Regions from separate parts of the Anas platyrhynchos genome. Here region 1 is linked to region 2. A link is a contact called in public Hi-C data. All regions are on one chromosome and are shown on one strand. Each heading gives the region's core, a stretch centred on a gene start, on an enhancer-like site or on the middle of the called end of the contact. The rest is flanking DNA. Distances are from core to core; before and after follow the strand shown.

What was found. Hi-C and Micro-C count contacts between places; a contact is called where the count stands out from the background.
Region 1: a Hi-C map of subcutaneous adipose tissue shows a contact between it and region 2, with 3 times the contacts expected there. The contact joins two enhancer-like sites. A contact is called at or near these places in 6 of 8 Hi-C or Micro-C datasets (F1 follicle, F5 follicle, liver and 2 more).

Annotation. Positions count from the first base shown.
Region 1 is chr3:4,501,130-4,503,829 of IASCAAS_PekinDuck_T2T, reverse strand. All of the region lies in intron 13 of CLHC1 (clathrin heavy chain linker domain containing 1), which reads left to right. Among named protein-coding and RNA genes, the nearest start is that of CLHC1, 19 kb to the left of the region's middle. Within about 2 kb of position 1,264, at least 4 of the 8 cell types and tissues checked have an H3K27ac peak or open chromatin away from gene starts, as enhancers often do. A contact at or near this core is called in F1 follicle and subcutaneous adipose tissue, where this site is marked.
Region 2 is chr3:4,444,035-4,446,734 of IASCAAS_PekinDuck_T2T, reverse strand. All of the region lies in intron 3 of RTN4 (reticulon 4), which reads left to right. Among named protein-coding and RNA genes, the nearest start is that of RTN4, 20 kb to the left of the region's middle. Within about 2 kb of position 1,319, at least 6 of the 8 cell types and tissues checked have an H3K27ac peak or open chromatin away from gene starts, as enhancers often do. A contact at or near this core is called in F1 follicle and subcutaneous adipose tissue, where this site is marked.

The sequences.
Region 1 (2,700 bases), core at 15-2,514, 57 kb before region 2:
GGCAGTGTCATGCATAGCTGAACCATTGTACTGCTATGAAAGTATTGCTTGCCCTGCATTTGCAGTAGGTCCATTTCTTAAATTAGACTCACAGACAAGTAACATTGCATGAATTTGAGTCCCAACAGTTGTATTCTAGGCTGGGATCAAGTGCAATCAGGAACTGGCAGCTGCTCATGGAATATCTGAATAGGGAGGTCATATTCAGAATTTTCCTTCAGAACCAAGTATGGGCATAAATATTCTTGTGCATCAGGATTTATACATCCCTCATTAGTTGCATGTCTAAATCCTCTTTACATTGAGAAACTTAGAGTGGTGGTTTTAGTCATTCTTAGAGCTAATCCTTGGGCAAAAACATATTTGGGAGGGTATAATCCTTCAATAGTTTTAGACTTGCTTCTGCTGTGCCCAGCTATTAAGAATACTTCTGATTTCCATTCAGTGAGTATACTTAATTTGTCTTCATAGCTGTGGGTGTGGGAACGTCTTTGTATTTTTCATTAGCTGATGTTTCCAAATGGAGTTTCACGTCATTGGCAGAGAACGTCAGAACTGAATTTCTTCCTCATTCCAGAGCCTACATGTGGCAAAAGTTTTGTTTGAGGAGGGCCAGCTAAATGTTCTGCTCATTCTCAAATACTACTGGAAATCCCCTCCTTGATTCATACATTCATAAGTTTAGATTCTGTTTGTCACACATGAATAATGCTTTAATCTTCTAGAGCTTACTGGGAATACCACACTCTTAGAGGTATTTATTTTGCTGGTTTTTGCCCAACAGAGACCCGTACAAGCAGCAGTTTGTTCTTTCTAGAAGTGCCAGGTGCCACTGTCTGTATGTGTAAAGTAGGAATAGGCGTGAAATGAAATCTCATGTCCATGTGCTTCTTAATTGCAAGGAAATGGGGACTCCCTGAATTTTGAGTCCAGATCTTGGCAAATAGATGCTTTTAGCTCTTACTAAGAAGGTGAATCATAGTCTTCACTGCTCGTCAGAATGACCCCAGGCTTAGAGCCATTTTCATAGCCAAGACCAAGTCATTTTGTGGCTTAGGATCAACTGTTGTCTAAATGTGTCAGACGTACAGTAGCTTAACAACAGCAGTATAAATAGAATATGTTATAATTTTGGTAGCGTGGACAAAAAGTCCCGTTCAGCTGCTGTGATGATTTGCTGTCGGTGTTAGGAAACTCTCCGAACGTGGAGACTGGCACTGCTCAATGTTTCCTCTAGAGCAAGAGTAAGAGGCAGGGCGGTTGTCTGCAGGCTCCAGGCTTGTAATGAGAGGCCAAGGTGCTGCCTGGAGTTTCTCCAGCAGTCAGAGCTTTGTCCTCTGCTTTCACGGCACCTTTAGCTGCCACCTGTGGGGGTGAGGGAAGGCTGGAGAGGTCTGCGTCCCAGATCTTTGCTGGAAGTTGTGGGGGGACATCCTGCCTTCTCCGGAAGAAGATAAAACACGTACAGAAAGCATTCAGCTTTGACCTGGCATTTATATAATTAGAGATGTTGATAATTAATTCGTGCCAGCAGATGGCGCCCATGAATGTTGAGAGCAGGGAGCAGGGTCAGAGGGACCCGCAATCTTTGCCTTTTGTGTATCGCCAGAACAGTTTTTATGTTTTTTTTTTTTTTCCACGCAGCTGTTAAGCAGCTCGGCATCGTATGCCTTCCTAAATTAATTTGTAAACCAGCAAGTAATGCATCAAATTGAGAACACCCGTTGCTTTGTGTGAGAACTGAAACTGTCTGGAGGTTGGCTGTGGGAAGAAGTGTCTGCATTACTGGTGACGGAGGAAAAGCAGCACTGCAGGATTCCAGAGAGGAATGGCCATGGCAGGAGGAAAAAATCCCTTGTTCCAGACGCAGCTTCACTTTAAACATAGTGACTTGTCTGAAACAAATGTATACGGTAAATAAAACCCTTATAAAGCCTTGCAGAAGGCTCGTTAATTACAAATAATAGTTTGGGTGGGTGTAATTGGGGTGGTATGTCAGGAATGAGATTTCTTGCTTAGTCATGCTTTGCAACATATGTTCAAACATTTTTTTTTCCTCTCATAAATATTGGAGAGAATAAGATGGGATGCTTAGAAGTGAGAGCTTGCTTCTCTTGCTCTCAGCACTCAGGTGAAACTGAGAGAGGGATTAAAAATGGATTAAATAAGCATTCCTGAGGGAGTAGAGAACTCTGGGAATAGTGCTATAGTGCTCTGGCCTACTAATTGTGAAGAATGCAAAAAAAAAAAAAAAAAAAAAAATCTGCCAGGTGTTTTTTCAGATTTGGAAAAGCACAGTATTTGCACTGTTTTTTTGCCTGATTTACAGCTCCTTTCTTTTTTCTTTTGTTTGTTTGTTTCCTCTGGCTTTTTAACTGGTTCAGGTATCCAATGTGTCTTCACAATTCTATTCCGATGTCCTTTCCTGATGTATCCCAGGTGCCTTAAAATGTCAGTAGGACTGGAAATAAAACTGTGACCCATAAAACGATACTCATACTCTTGTGTAATTCCAACTTGTTGAGATACACCATTTGAATTTTAGGCAATTTATTCTCTAGGGCAATGTTCTCTGCCTGACTGCTTTGAGAACATTATAGTTGAATTCAAGGGGAATACCATAAAGAGGTGAGGCCATGACATGTATATACTTTATGTCTATGTTTAGTTATTATGTTATGCTTTCTAAATGCTGGACAA
Region 2 (2,700 bases), core at 70-2,569:
TACATGTATATATTTTAGCTTTTTTGTTAGTTCTTTTAACAGGAAGTTTTTGGGTCTGACAAGGACACAGCTGTTGCTGTTCTGTCTGTATGGAACTGCGCATGAAAGGAGAGGAGGGAGTTGAAGACTGTCTGCGTTCTCCTGTCTAGTGGCACGATGCTGTGACAGGGCACCCATCTGTCCTGCTTCTATGTTAGCTGAGGGGCAGGAGCTGGGTCAGGCAGGGGGCTGGGAACTGGGGAGCTGTCTGCAGTCTCTGTCGGTGGAGGTATTCAACCTATAAAACAGTTGTTCTTTTTGACATGCTGTATTGCTTGGGAAGAAAAAATAATTATCTGTCTTCTTATAGAGGAACATTTTCTTAAAGTTAAATAGATGAGAATAAGAAATGAAAATCATCCTTTTTTTTTCTAGATTTATGTTTGCTTTTTAAAGTATGTGCTGTTTTTTGCTCATGTTTACTGTGTTATGGAACATGGAACTGGGCTTCTGGAACCTGCCTCCAGATTCTGACCACAAGCCTTGAATAAAATTTAATCTTAATACCCAATTACTTAAACACAAAGTAGCAAACAGAGTAACAAAGCAAAGAACACTTAGTTGCTTCCCACTCTCTCAGAAAGGAAGGGGGTCATTCACAGGGCCAGGAGCCGATCTGTGTGTGTGTGCTTCTGAGTCTCGCTGTACTGTGATGTTCTCAAATACCGCTCCTGTTTGTTGAAAGCTGACCTAAATGCAAGCATATCTCTGTGCACCTGCAGCTCTAACTTCTGCCTGTCCCAGTGGACTGCAGGGAGCCAACAGCAACCCCAAAATGACTGCAGATTATGTTTTTTAATGAAAACCATCACCCCAGTAAAGCACACAAAGCTTTTAACAGCCTGGCCGGTAGCACTGGGTTTGTTTAATGCTGCCTGACAGAGCTGTGGGCTGCCTGTTGTGTTCTGTAATGGTGTCAGACCACAGGGGCCGTGTACGTCATGGCGGCACAGATTTTAAAAAAATTGCCACAGTAATTCAGAACTAAACTAAAGAAGCCTATCTCCATTTAAGATGGTACTACTGAGAGTAGTTTCAAGGGCAAAGACCACTCGGCAACACCAGTGCCTACGACTGTTGAGCACTCGAGTGTCGCCTTAAGAGATCATGAAAAGCGTGTTTGTTTGTTTGTTTTTTTTGCCTTCATTTTTCAATTTGGGCTTTAAAACCTGTATTTTCCATCTCTGTAAAACTGCTGTGCCCTCAGAGGGGCCCTTCCCTCCTTGTCCCAGTGCTGCCGCCCGGCGCCCCAGCAGCTGCAGCTTCGCTCAGGCCTTGTCAGGCCTTGTTCCCGTGGGGGTGTGCGTAGGCCTGTGGTGCAGCGGGGGCTGTGGGCGCTCCTTTCACAGCATGTTCATTAAGGAGGGCTTTGATGCCACCTAGTGTTTGCAAAGGAACAGGAGGTCAACATGACTTCCAGAGGATTGCGTTCAAGGTTTGGAGAAATTCTGCCATGTTGAAGTTCACTTAACGTTCGCAGAGTTGGAGCCTGTTACAAAGCTTAGCCCTTTTGTTGTGCAGGCTTTCGTCACTATAGCACCTAATTACTTCCGGATGCAGGCAGTTAGTTCGCATGAATACGATAGCAAAACACCGTTCCATAACCTTTTTTTGATGCATGGCACACAGAGTTCTTTATTTGACCAAATTGCAGACTCAAAGTATGCCGTAGGGTCCCCAAAACCTAAACTCGTGTTCGTGACATGTGGTTGTGTACCTCAGTGTAACTCCGCAGGCAGTTTAAATACTCAGATTGTTCGTGCCAAGTGTTGCAGGAAGTTTAAGAAATGGCTTTGAGAAGCTGACTGTCAGGCAGTCAGTTTCACAGGAAACCCGTGTTTCGTGGTGCTTTTGAAAAATCATTCTCTGCAGATGTGTTTGGATGTGCTGGGGTTAACACTAGATTGTACAGGCTTACACAGCTCTCGTTTGTACGTGCTAACAGTGCTCAGTACTTGAATTACAAAAATACAGCAAAGTACTGATGCCTTACATATTTCATATCTTTTTGAGGGGGCGCATTCATTGTGCTCTGAGAGGGTAGCTGTAGCTGAGTGGTAATCGTGGCAAAGCTTTTCTTTTTACTCCCAGACAGTAAGGGCAGAAATAAAATACATCCTGTGGTTCTGCAACAGCAAGCCAGGTTGTTGCTGTTACATGAAGTGTAAAAGAAATTCGAAATGCTGTCTTGCACCAGCGCTGCATCCACTTGGTTCATTTCTGTTTATTTGTAGCTCACTTAGGTAGAGCCATTCAGCAGATGGGAAGCATTGGTTTTGTTTTTTATTTGACTGAGGGAAAAATACCCTAGAATGCCTCGGATCAGTTTCCTTCGGGAGCAGGTTATTTGTAAAATACCTTTTGATTCAACATAAAATCTTGATTTACTTTCACCTGGTTATATTTTTAGATTATTTGGCTCTTGAGGGCATCATAAATAAAGACTTCTCTTCCAGTGCAGAGACTCTGGGGAGGAGCAGGAAGAATTAAAAGCAAAAACCTTGAGTGAAGTCCTTCTGAAGGAAAGCCCTAGACCTGCTATGTTTCACTGGAGCTCAGGTCACCCCTGTTGAGAGGTAAAGGCTTTTGCAGAGTTCAGAGCGAGGCGTTTTGGGTGTGGAAGCATTATGGAGAAAATGGAGTGTTTGTGGTAAATTATCA